Regions from separate parts of the Mus musculus genome. Here region 2 is linked to region 1. The links are chromatin contacts, called in public promoter capture Hi-C maps. All regions are on one chromosome and are shown on one strand. The core of a region is the stretch at or near the end of the contact, and the rest is flanking DNA. Distances in the headings are between cores, read along the strand shown. Region 1 holds the start of Zc4h2 (zinc finger, C4H2 domain containing). Region 2 holds the start of Arhgef9 (CDC42 guanine nucleotide exchange factor (GEF) 9).

Region 1 (6,424 bases), core at 2,435-4,934:
GAGCCTCTCTTCAAGAATGTAAGAGCCAGAGGTGATAGATGACTGCAAGAAAATACCATCTTCCAAATAGAACATGAATTGATGTACATTTAAACTCACAGAGACTACATGCATAAGACCTAAAGAAGTTCAAGTCAGAAAAATTTCCTAGCACAGAGAAAGGGACAAAGGCACGAAATTCCTTTCCTCAGAAGCTATATTCAATTGATAACTACAGGGAGAAAGAAAAAAATCAGTTTTCTCCAATGGTGTGACATAGAGTATATCAATCACATCCCATGTTTAACAGTTGTCAGCCAACACAAAACAAGTTACCATATTTTCTGGATTCCTTTGTTTGCTTTAGTTTGGTATTCTTTTTTCCTTTTTGACTTTTGCTTGCTTTGATTTTTTTTTTCTGAAAGAAAAAGAAAGAACATTGAATTTGGGTGGATATTGAGGCGGTAAGCATCTTGGAGGAGTTGAAAGAGGGGATAGAATGTGATTAAAATATATTGTAGGAAAAAATTTAAAGCCAATTGTTAGAGCACCGTCTATAAATGAAGCCATGCCAGGAGAATTCTCAGAGACTGTGAGATAACTGCAAGGAAACAAGATAAACGTCTTAAAACCTCTTGTTTTTCCATAACATGATTTGGTTTTCTAACATGCTTTCGTGCCTCTCCCAGGTGTAGTAAATAGTGGGGTTTGCTTCAGATTATCCATCATCTTACTTTTGTCATTCAAAAATGTTTCCAAGGACAGGTTGGTCTTGTGACTGTATACAGCCTAAACTCCGGTGAACCTTACTTATGACTTGCTTAACCCCCAGAATATAAATCGCCGATGCCCTGAATAAAGTTGGCTATTGCATGAGACTTTACCTCATTTTTAGGCCCCACTCTCCCAGGTTTATGTCAACATTTTTAAAAGGATGGATACATTTATATTAAAACCTTAAAGACTAGGCCCCCTATGTACTTCTTTGGAAGAGCACTTGTCTATTATACAGAAATACTGAGTTCCATTCCTAGCATGGCAAAATTGTCAAACAAATTGGGCAAAAATAGAAACAGTTCTTCTAAGTTCATTCTTGAACTACTTCCATATATGTCCATCTACAACGACCACTTCTCCCCCAAATAATGCTACCTCATATTGAAAAGTACTTTATGTTCATCCAGGAACCTATTTGGATTTTATTTTCCACCTTTTTTATTCAAACTATTTTTATACAACATATGCTGAAGTTTCCACTCCCTCGATTCCTGCCTATCCTTCCCACCTATATTCACACTGTTCACTAGAAGAGTCACCCTGGCGTCTACTTGAAGTCCATCACCAACATAGAACTGATAATTACAGCACAATTAGCATCTGCTTACAGGCATTCTCCCTTAACACCTACAAACTTGAAACTTTCCCAGGAATCCCATTTATAGCTAACTGATACGTACTGAACACCTTGTGTGCCAAACTACAATGAATCTTATTACTTTATCAGACTATAGTTCCACCCAAGTGAAGTAGCCACTTCACTTATCTCACTTATGGAAAACTGAGAAAACAAATGGTTTCTTAACCTTTTGGTATGCTATCTGAGAGTCACCAAAATGGTTTTTATGGCTAATGCTAAAACAAATAATCGTGACTCTCTAAAGGAGTCTATGTGTATATTTGGGGAAATCTCATTTTCTTTGACTTTCCTTTAGAAAATCCCATATTCATATTCTCATGTGTGCTCTAGGTCTCTTCTTGAGGACCTTTCCTCCTTAATATCTGTCTTAGTCAATGTTCTATTGCTGTGAAGAAACATGACCATCCCAATTCTTATAAAGGAAAGCGTTCAATTGGGTCTTACTTACAGTTTCATGTTTCATTACCCACATGGCAGAAAGCATGGTGGCACGCAGGCAGATGGTGGCTGCAGAAGCAGCTGAGAGTTCTACATCTGGATTCACAGGAAGCAGAAAGAGCCTGGCTTGAGCTTAATGCCATTCCATAAGGACTGAGCATTCAAATACAAGAGCCTATGGTGGCCATTCCTATTCAAACCACCACAATATCTTTCACGAAATCTCTAATTCTGCTTCCTGAAATTCCTCTCTCTAGTAAATCTATGAATTGCAGTTTAGTAAAGTACCTCAAAGATTCGGGGCCCTCAACAGGCAGCTGAGAGGGACAATGTGGAGGTGAGTCTTGTTAACTTACCTCTCACACTCCTTTCTGAAGCCTGGCTTCCACGTGAATCTATCTTCTTTGAATAACTAATACCCTCTTACTAGCTTTCATTTTCTTTAACTCTAAACTTTGCTTTCACTGGCATCTTCTCATATCACCCCAATTTAATTGCTCCTGTGCTTTTAAATTATTTTACTTTAGAATTTAGAGATGTAGCTTAGTAGTGGAGTACATGCTAAGGATGTATAAGGTTCTGAGTAGAATTTCCAGCACCAAAAATTGATATATACTCTAAATATAATTGCACATTATTTGGCATACAGTAAGCACAAATGCATACTGAATAACTATGTGCCTATAGGATGAATTCCAAACTCTAATCTGACACTCCATGGTATTTCAAAATCTGGCTGCTAGGGAATGAGCTTCAGTTTTGTTTTGTTTTGGTTTTTTTTTTCAGGGATGCTGATTCCATAATACTGTCCATGCTCCAGTAGATGGCCCTACACCGGTGCATGCACGGGTAGCACCAAAAAATGGCTTAAAGGAAGAATGCATGAATTTAGGAGGGAGATAGTTCTGGAAGGGATAGGAGAGTAGCAACTTGGGAGTGAATTTGATGGAAATACACGGTATAACACATAAAATAGCCAAAGAAAACATTCTAAAATATTTTTAAAATGTGTCTACAATCTATCTTTTCTTGATACAGCTTCTACTTCTCTCTCTAATATACCACTTCAAGAACCCTATATTCCAGGCACTTTGAACCACTTGCCCTTTGCATTCTCCATGTAGGCCATTGCTTCCATGAAATCTCACTCTTCTCTGGAAAACTCTTAGTTTTAAAAACATATTAACACCTTCTATGTTCAGGTTTCACTGATTATCTCGGCGTTGTGACAGCTCTATTTACAATATACTTCACTCTCTCCTTCACAAAGGCTACGAACTTGCTTTTATTTTCTTTGCCTCTTCAGGGCCTCCCTCAGTAAACCTTTCATTGACTGGCAAAGTACAAGCACACTAATAGTTCAGTGGATGAGGAACCAGAAGGAAAGAGGTCCTTCCTCCAACTCGGTTTCCTGATTTTGAAGAGTCCCCTTTTTCTTGTTCAGCCCCGTCTCCGCCGCTCCCCCCGCCCCGGTTTTCAGTTCCAGTCTATTTACATTTCAATGTCAAAGCTACAAATCCCTAGGTAGCATCTAGAAAATTTGACATCTAGGAAGCTAAATCACCTACAGTTTCTCTCCAGCCCAAGGCATTCTGTAATAAATGATTTCTTAATTTGTTGACAGGGTGGGGTGGGGGTAGGCGTGAGGCCCGAGTCCGAGTCTTGTGATAAAAGGTATGTTTCTCATCTTCCTAGCTGCTTTCGAGAAAATTTTCTCCATTTTGCCGCACATTGGTAGGGCAAATATCTTCATTCCTTTGCTTATAATCTTTGACATAATTATCAGTGACATATTGATTTAAAGTGCCGCTACAGGAACTGGAACAGGAATGCTTTGCTTGGCCTTCTGGGAGTTGTAGTTCTAGAGGCACCCGGGTTGCCTGGCTGGCCCCGGAACTGTGGACTACAGCTCCCAGGCCTTCTCTAAGCCCTTACCACACAGGCTCAAAGCCACAAACCAGTAGGAGGTGGCTGTATTGTATCTATTGTATGCCTTGGCTGGTGCATTTTTTTTTTTAAACAATTCCCTGGACGTGAAATTGAGAGTGAAAAGCATGGCAGATGAACAAGAAATCATGTGCAAATTGGAAAGCATTAAAGAGATCAGGTAAGCGGGTCACTGCTTAATGCAGCATCCTTCCACTCTCCTCGATCACCCCTCCCTTCCCAGGCATCCCTGGGAGCAAGGAGTACTGCTTGTTGTTGGTTTGTTTTTGTTTTTGTTGTTGTTGTTTGGTGAAAACTATCTATTGTTGGGCTACTTGCAAAGGGAATCAGGAGCTGGAAGGGGGTCCATTCATCACAGACTTAATAGATGAGGTGAAGAATGAAGGGGCTTGGCTAAATTGAAATCAAGTCTAGAGGAGGTAGTTGGTGGAAGTGTGTGTGTGTGTGTGTGTGTGTGTGTGTGTGTGTGTGTGTTGTGTGTACCAGGAAGAAGGGAAGAAGTGGAGATGGCGATGTCTTCCCAGATGTAGCTGAGATAGAATAGAGGTAGAGGGATAAACCAGGACAACTAAATGTATTTTTTTTTTTAGTGTTCTTTTTGTTTAGAACAAGTCGCTTTTTGCTTCTTGCTTTATAACAGTTGAGAATGATTTTTCTGTCAGCCTCATGACCCAGAGCTTGAGAAAGCCTTTTGAAAGCCAAGTTTAACTGGCCAATTCATTCAGTTTGCAACTTTGCTGTGGCTGTAGTCTGAGGATGCTGATGAAGCTGGGGAGTGGGCTGTTCTTATTTGCCTGTAACTCTTTCACCACTTTTTTTTTTCCTATCCTGGGGTTGGAAGAAGGTTGTGAACTATGAGGATGTGAACAAGAGCTGGAGGTTTGGCAAACTGAGAATTGTCACACCTCCAATAGGTTACTCAGTGAGCAAGTTTTTGATACTGCAGTGTTATTCCCGCCAAGAAAACAATAATAATTCAAATGCTGACTATGTTGGCCTCCCCTGCTGTGCCTAACTCCCTGAATCTGTAGTGTTTTTCAGACATATGGAAAAAGAAAGAAAAAGGACATAGAGTGTATCTTTTGTTAAAAATTAGGCCATATAATTTAACCCTGACAAAATTGACAATAGATTTAACCTTTGTGGTATCTCTGCGGGATCTACACATGGTGATGGTAGTGAAGAATCTTGGTTTCTTCTTCCTTTTGGAGGGATTGTGTGTTTTTCCTTTTGCAAAGTAAGGAAATGATCATTTATTGAGCCCCTGTTATGCCAGCCCCTCCCCCATTTCAATCCATTTTTGCAAGTTCCCTGTGACCTTTGTCATAAGTGGAAAAATGGGGGTCTGGAGAATTTGAGTGAGTTCTTATATTCATGAAGCTTAACAATGCTACATTTTCACAGGAATTGAGTCTGCCTACAAAGGCTCTGTTCTTCTGTTTCCCACTGAAGGTCTGCTGCTGTCTTTTTCTACAAAGACATCAGGAGATAGGAAATGAGATTCTTTGGTGCAGAAGAATGCTAAGGATGAAACTAATGAAAAGCTTAGACCTTTGAATAGAGGGTCTCTAACTTCAGTCTTCTCTTCATGGACTTTAAAATAAGTTTATCTTATCCCCAGAAGTGGACTATTTGGGATCAAGGTCATTAATCCCCAGTGAAAATAGACCCTTTTCAGTGGAGAACAAGTCAGGAGCCATGACTTCTTTTCTCAACCAGGTTAGATAGTAGAAGGAGAGATTTAGAGAGAAGGCTGAAGTTCCACTCCAATAACATGAATTTCCACTCCAATAACACTTGGTTGTTAAGAAAGATCCAGTGTAAAAGCTAGATTTCTGCTGAGAGTATCACAAGGCCTACTAAGACAAAAGATTTAAGTAAGATCCAGAATATCCAACTTTTATTGAAAAATTTCACGCTGTACCAATAACTCTTCGTGAATGAAAAACTACATAGATATCAATATTGATAAATCACAGATTCAGAATAATATAACACGAGTTTTAAAATATACATCATGTAAGTGCCTCTGTAAACAACTGCAACACCCTGGGAGCATTTAAACATACAAAAACCACAATGCAGAGAAACTTCGGACTTTTAAACAGTGTTGGAAACGTTAAGGACTACAGAGACTTTTGGAGTTGGAGTAAATGACAATTTGTATTTTTCTTGTCACCAATCAAAGAGCCAGGTATTACAGTGTGTTGGTTTCAATGAGGAAGTTCCCAATAGGCTTGGGTATTTGATTCTTGGTTTCCAGTTAATGGTGCTATTTGGAGTGATAGTATAACACTGCTGGAGGAAGGGCTTTGCTGGAGTAGCAGGTTCGAGGACTGGGCATTACCAATTCTCTCTGCTTCCTGTTTGAGGTTGCTTCTTACCTTCCTGTCCTTGCTGCCTGCTGCCATCTCTCTCCTGCCATTATGGACTTTCCTTCTGAAACCATAAATCCAAATACATTCTTCCTTAAGTTAAAGAAAATTACAAACCACAGGAAATAGACAAGTACCAACAGCAATAAAAACAAAAGAAGATGCTAAAGGGCATCTTTAAAACAACCTTAAAAACTCAACAGATAGGTTCAACTGTAAGACAGAGAAGACGGAAAAAAAAAATGAGGCAGCTTAATCCTAAAGCAAG
Region 2 (6,514 bases), core at 503-3,002, 490 kb after region 1:
TTTTGATGTTGTTAAGTTTAACTAATTTCTCCTTGGTGGCTTGTGCTTTTGCCACATTTAAGAAACCATATCACAAAGGTGTCCCCTTAATCCCTCTATGTTGTTAGACATTGTCATCATGTCTAAACATTTAATAGAATTCTTCAATATCATTAGGTATTTGGTTTGTGTTCGGATTTCCAGTTGTTTCATATATCACAAATGTGAGTACCTAGGTGTGTCCAAGTTCCACCTCGGTCAACTGAGTTATTTGTGAAGAGATCAATGTATTTGTGAGAAACTGGATTATTGATCTTGTAGCCTTTCATGGTGTACATTTTATAATTAGAATCCCTGTACTGCAGTAACCTCCTTCTTTGGTCCGCTGTGTGTTTGGTAATTGGTAATTAGATCTAAAAGATTGATCTGATTCAGGCTTTTTGTTATTGTTTTGTCAAGAATCATTCACAAACGATTGTTCTATGGGCCAATATGTGTAAAGTGTGGTCTCATTTGGAGTTTATTCTAATCTGGAGGGACTGAGACTATTTTTTTATGACCTGCACTCATTCGAAATTTCTAATAATTTAATTAAGATAATGACTCTCTAAGATTCACAGATTTCTAGAGAATAGCAAACAATTCCCATTCCACTTAAGAGTCCATAGTATGCTCACAGTTCCAAAATTCAGTTTGTTATATCTCTGGCTAATCCAGTTTCTTCTTTCCGCTGTCAACTATCTGTTGATTCCTAAGGCTATAGGAACCTTAAGAAGAGGAAAGGGTCTGAGAGATTATCTAGATAAGGGAGCTCATCTTTCTTTGGGGCCCAGGCCATTGTAGAACTTACATGTATATTTCTGAAGTTGGACTTCTGGGGTCACTTTATTTTCTGGGAAGCTTAAGTCCCCATGCAACAATAAGGAGACAGAAACCTGGAGACATTGCCTGAACGTTACATAGACAAAAATAAATAGGAGTACATTTGAACCCTCCTCTGAGTGTCCATTCAAAGCTATAAACACTGAACAAAGCAATGGCTACAAGTAGATGGCAAGTTCTTGAAAAGTTTATATACAACAACTATTTAACCCATAGCTGGCTTTCTTTCTTCATACTCAGAGGGCTGGGAGAGTGCCTGTTAACTGTAGTGTGATGAAATCACATTCAGAGCAGGACAGGGCGACAACAGCAGAGAAAGCCAAATGGAACTGGATTGTTAACAAGTTGGTGCCCCTATGGTTGTGCCCACAACACTGATTTGTGAGATTTTATTGCTGACGGTCAGTGGCCTGCAATTTAGTTTTAGGCAGTGGCCAAAGACAATTGCTTCCTATTGACTATAGGGGCTGCCAACTTATATGCTTCGTTTCTACCTATCAACCTACCTATTTGCATTTTCTATTCCTTCTCATTTCTCTCTTTTCTTTATCCTGCCTTTCCCTCACCCTTCTCTTTCTTCACTATATCCTCGATTTCTTCTTTTATTCCATCACATCTTTCCTTCTCTTTCTCCTTTCCATGACTTTCTCTGCCTGCCTCCTTTTATTATGCTTGTTCCCCTTCATTTGATTCTGTTTGTTTCCTCCCCTCTTTCTCAGTCTTTTTCCTCGTCCTTCAGTCTCTTACCCTCCCTTCCCCCACAAGTTCCACACCCCCACGTAAAAACTGGCTTTTGGTGGCTCCCGAAGAGAGAGCCGACTCTGTGAGCGTTGGGTCCTCCGATTGGCTGTCGTTGCTAGCACACCAGCTCAAGTCTCGCCTCCGGGCACTGAATGCGCAGCTGCAGCATCTGCTATTGGCTTGTTCTCTTGTCAGCGTCTCTGTCAGAGACTCACGCTGGCGCCCCCAGTTTCTGCGTGAATAAAAAGGCAACCTACCGGCTGAGGTGGGGGTGGGGAGAGGAGAGGGAGAGGGCAAGCTAGGAAAGGCTAGGAAGAGTGGCTGGTAGCCTGGAATCCCTTGAAGAGAGCTAGCAGACGAGAGAGATCTTAGGAAGCTGATGAACTAGAAAGAGTAGGGGAGACTGAGACTGACCGGTAGCCAGCTAGGCAGACAGACGCATGCCCGGACAGACTCTGGAGAACCGATAGGTTCATTTTGCCTTTCTTTTTGAAAAGCAGGATTTTGATTTTTCTGTGGCGCCCAAGAGAGAATGCTGGACTCTGCTACCTTCAGCTTAAGCTAAGATTTCTCAGTTAGGGAGGAAAGATCAGCCCAGTCCCGAGAGGGGGAGGGAAGCAAAAGCCCCTGCCTCCAACCCCCTTCCCTCCCCCGGACCAAACTCGGGGACCAAACCCAGACCTTCCCTAACCATCTGACTTCCTCCTTTCCTTTTTAGCATGGTGGCTGTATGGACAGTCTGACAGAACAGAGATTGACATCTCCCAATCTGCCGGCCCCCCACCTGGAACACTACAGTGTTCTGCATTGCACCATGACCCTGGATGTGCAAACTGTAGTCGTTTTTGCCGTGATTGTAGTCCTCCTGCTTGTCAATGTCATACTCATGTTTTTCTTGGGAACGCGCTGAATGGAGTCCAGCCACCTGAGCTGTTGCGAACTCTCACTTTGATTTCATCCCAAGAGCCTCTGAGGGGGAAAAAATCAGGAGAGACAGTCTGAGACAGGGAAAGAGAGGGAGAAAAAGAACAAGCTTTCTTACTCAGGGGGGAAAACGTTTTGAGCTTCAACATGGCCTCGCTGTGATATGTATGACGTTGGTATATTATCTCTCCCTAAATCTTTTGTCATGTCTTGTCTTTTAAATATGCCTGTGAGTGGAGTTGCTTATTGCTTGAGTAAAATTGTTGATAAAGAAATGTTTTCTATTTAAGTGTGCATGTTTGTGTGCATTCTCTATGTGATGTTTGTGGAGCAAGCTGTGTCCTGTTAAAGTGGCTTCGCTGTTTGTGATGTCTTGTAAACTTATTCTTTAAAAACTGCCTTTAAACTTCACTGTGGGATTTTAATCAAAAATTCTCTCTTGCTATCAGAATGCATTTGGGTTTGTTTGGGGCTGGAGTTGGAGTTGGTATTTGTGGAAGAGAATGATGAATTTTTTGGTGTTCTGTGAAAGTCTTGCATTGGTTGTTTAGAGAACGAAAAACCTATGCAAGAAATGGATTTATGGAAAATACTCTCTAAATAAGGGGCACAATTTTGAGAAGCGGCACGGTGGGGTGCCTCGAGTTGGCACTTATTAACTGTGTCCTTTGAATTTCAGTTTTGCTATTGAGGGTTTCCAATTTCTGATTTGGAAAGCTGCCATCGTTAAAACATTCGTTAAAGCAGTAAGTGTCGTTTTCATTGCAATCATGAAGCAGAACAAAAAGTATTCTTTTATATTTTGAATTAGCAAGAGAGGATTTTAACAAAATGTTTGAGCTCCTTTTCCCAGATATTACACCTCTTGATTTCAGTTTGAGGATTTTTTTTCCTCCCGTGTCTCACCCAGAAAACAAAATCCAGCTTTTTCTCTAGTTTGGAAATAATAGTGTTGGGTATTACTCCTTTGGGGTAAAATTGTTTGCAGTAGTGTTCGTGAACTACTTCAAACAGAAGTTTATAGTGCTGGTGAGATTGATTTCCTTATTTGTTGCTTAAGGACAGAGCTCTCTGAAACTCATGTAACTGTAAGTATATAATGTGCTAAATTAAGACTTTGAACACAAAAGAGGATACATAATGGGATGCAAGCTCGGGAAATGTGAGATATGTCTGTATTATATAGCCGTGGTGATCCTTGTTGTTATTACTACTATTATTTTTATATTGCTGTTTTTGCTGAGATACCGCTTGGCAAGGCTAGTAAAAAGTCATTGCTAGTGCCAGTGTGTACATAATATTTGCTTTTTTTATTTGTTTTTTTTTCCTTCCTTTTCTTCGATGATGCAGACAGATAGTCCTCATTCCGTTGCTTACCTGACTTGAAACGGTGCCATTTCTGGCTCATACAGCAGTGAATCATGCCACATACACGCCCACACACATGCTTCTAGCTATACTCATGTGGGTGGCTGCTCATGTGTGATGTGCAAATCAGCTAGCATTATGCTGTCAATTTTCAAGTCTTGTTCAGTCTCTTTGGAAATGGTTATTGAGGGGGCCTTGAAATTGTCCTGATAGATCGAGAGAACATTATTTAATGGCACTAAGTTGAGGCTTTGAACCTTAGAGTGTGCTCCAGTTGACTCAGTGTGGGTGAGAAGCTGAACAATTTTTTTTCCTTCCTTGTTTGGTACCACGATAGAAGCAGGCTCTGGGAAGCTTCCTGGCAGATTTATCATCCTTTGGGCCCCTTGTGGGGAACCAAGAACCTCTTTGAAATGAGAACTTAGTATGATTATTTTTTTATTTTTTACCTGTTTGTTTCAGAGAAACATTTAAAGGAAGCTTGCATATCAGTTTTGAGACAATGTTGGAGAATGTGGAAAGGCTCTGTGCTGGGTAGCTGCAGACCTAAGTTTCATCTGTTAACTGATTGTTTGACAGTGAGCTTTGTTTTGTTTTATTTTTTTTCCCTCAGTAAGTTTGGGATTCTCCCTATAATATTGGCAATTGGAAATCTTTGAACTAGGTGACTTATAAGTTCTTGCATTCTGTGATTTGGTGCACTCCATAAGGACTCAAAGTCAGAGGGGAATGGACTGGAATGAGGAATGAAAAGGAAAATTAATTATTAACCAAAAGGACTGGGGGAAAGGGTATACCTGTATCTTGTTGCTGGTATCTGCAGAATAATTTTTTTGGTCTAGCCACCTGGGCAAGAAATGAGAACTCTTAACAGTGGAATACATTTGACTTTTGATTATGATTTATTTTATACTAAAAGAAAAAGGAGTCTGTATAGCTAGTTTTTGACCCAGGTTTTTAATGACTAAATAATGTCATGAAATGCCTGAAAACCTTTGACAGAAAGCCTTTGGGTGTGTGCGTAGGGTGCTGCCAGTATATTTCTGGATGTGTGTGCATATTCATCTGGGTGGTAGTGGTGGTGGTGGTGGTGGTGATGGTTGTAAATACTCCTGAGTGTGGCCGGAGAATGTATGGTATAAGAATATATGAAGATAGCATCAAATTCCTCAGTTCTGATTAGCTTTCCCTGGGGCTGGATAAATTTTCATCACCTAAAGCCTTTTAGGCTTGAATAGAGGGGTCCTTTGAGTGAGCATTCCCATCAGGAATTTAAGCTATAAAAGGCTCATTCTTTAAAAATTCAGGAGATATTACTGGTGAGATGGCAGGGCACGTAAGAGCTGCCAGAAGTGAGTTTAGGGAACAGACAACAAGGTGCTAGTGTGGCTTAGTTGTGTGTATCCGAAAGCCTTCATAGTTCTTCAAATATGTGAATTCATGCAACAGGAGAAGGGAACAGAAGAAAATGAGAAATGTAGGCCAGATGAGCAAAACCCTATGCAATTTAACTTGCCTTCTTTTTTTTTTTCTCTCTGCTTTCTGCCTTGTTAAATAACTTTCCCCCCCCCCCCGTCCTTTTCTCTCTTATCTGTCACTTTTAAGTGCTTAAGGTACAAGAATGAAGATGGGGCTTTTCCACTTTGATTTGTTTATTTTCTTAGAAAGCCCTTTATTTTCCCTTCTAACGCTCTTATCCCTTTGAGTAGAGGATAAGCTTTTGCTAGGAGGAGGGGGCTAAACCGAAGCTAAGAGATTTTGGCCCTCAGCTCCCCCACCTAGGAATTAAATAAAATGCCTTCTTCTGGTATCCTAGTAACTCATGAATCACCCAATAACCACTGAACTTCAGAGCCCACTTTTTAAAGGCACAGGCGATATAGTCTCTGTTCAGCAAACACTGGAAGCCAACAAAACTGGAAGAGATGCTCTTGAGGAAAGAGCAAGAAAAAACAAAACCTTTATTGCCTGAAAATGCCTAGAAAATGTATTCACAGTAGGCATGAAAAGCCCAGCCTTGGACATCCATGTTGACTGTTTAATTGGAAGATGACTCCTGAGTTCTACTCTCTCTTTAGTCATTATCCTTATTTTTAAGATTAACTGAGCCATTTCACTGCCTACTTTTAGTGTAGGAAATCTGTAGGTCTCGAAAGGATATTTTATCTCCATTTTTGGCTTCAGGCAGTGAGACAGTAAAGTGATAATCTGGCAGGAACAAACTGACCAGCATATTTTGGTCATTAAGACGGGTCTCACCTGTCAAAAGCAGCAATATCTGCGTCTGTAGTTTGCTAGAATTTTGTTTGTAGCTCAGAGAAGCTGTTCTTTTCCTGTGTTACAGTAGTTTCAGACTAGAAGTTAGAGAAAGTCATTTTGATTGCTTATCTGATGAATGGTGATTGGGGACTGGTTCACCTGTGTGATTTTGTGTGTGTGTGTGTGTGTGTGTGTGTTTGCGTGCACGTGCATCCATCCTTGCTCGCTCGCTCATATACGTGCTCTTCTACAAAGCTAAGGGATCACAAGAAAGCTCTGGGTGAAGTGCCCCATTGTGTTGTGAGGCTCAGACTTAGAGTGATTGACTGTACAGAGGATACACTCTAGTTGCAGTGATAGT

What was found. Promoter capture Hi-C pulls out the DNA fragments that hold promoters and counts their contacts.
Region 2: a promoter capture Hi-C map of pre-B cells shows a contact between it and region 1, with 2.4 times the contacts expected there. The contact joins the promoter of Arhgef9 here to the promoter of Zc4h2 in region 1. A contact is called at or near these places in 5 of 39 promoter capture datasets (the 3T3-L1 cell line, 3T3-L1-derived adipocytes, liver and 1 more), 1 of 115 datasets of contacts at active chromatin or transcription factors (stem cell-derived neural progenitor cells) and 1 of 9 other capture datasets (adipose tissue).

The regions. Positions count from the first base shown.
Region 1 is chrX:95,655,769-95,662,192 of GRCm38.p6, reverse strand. It overlaps Zc4h2 (zinc finger, C4H2 domain containing), which reads left to right and starts at 3,684. Exons shown (of 5, transcript NM_001003916.2): 1 at 3,684-3,941. The coding sequence starts at 3,889.
Region 2 is chrX:95,161,777-95,168,290 of GRCm38.p6, reverse strand. Arhgef9 (CDC42 guanine nucleotide exchange factor (GEF) 9) reads left to right here and starts at 1,752. Exons shown (of 10, transcript NM_001290385.1): 1 at 1,752-2,691.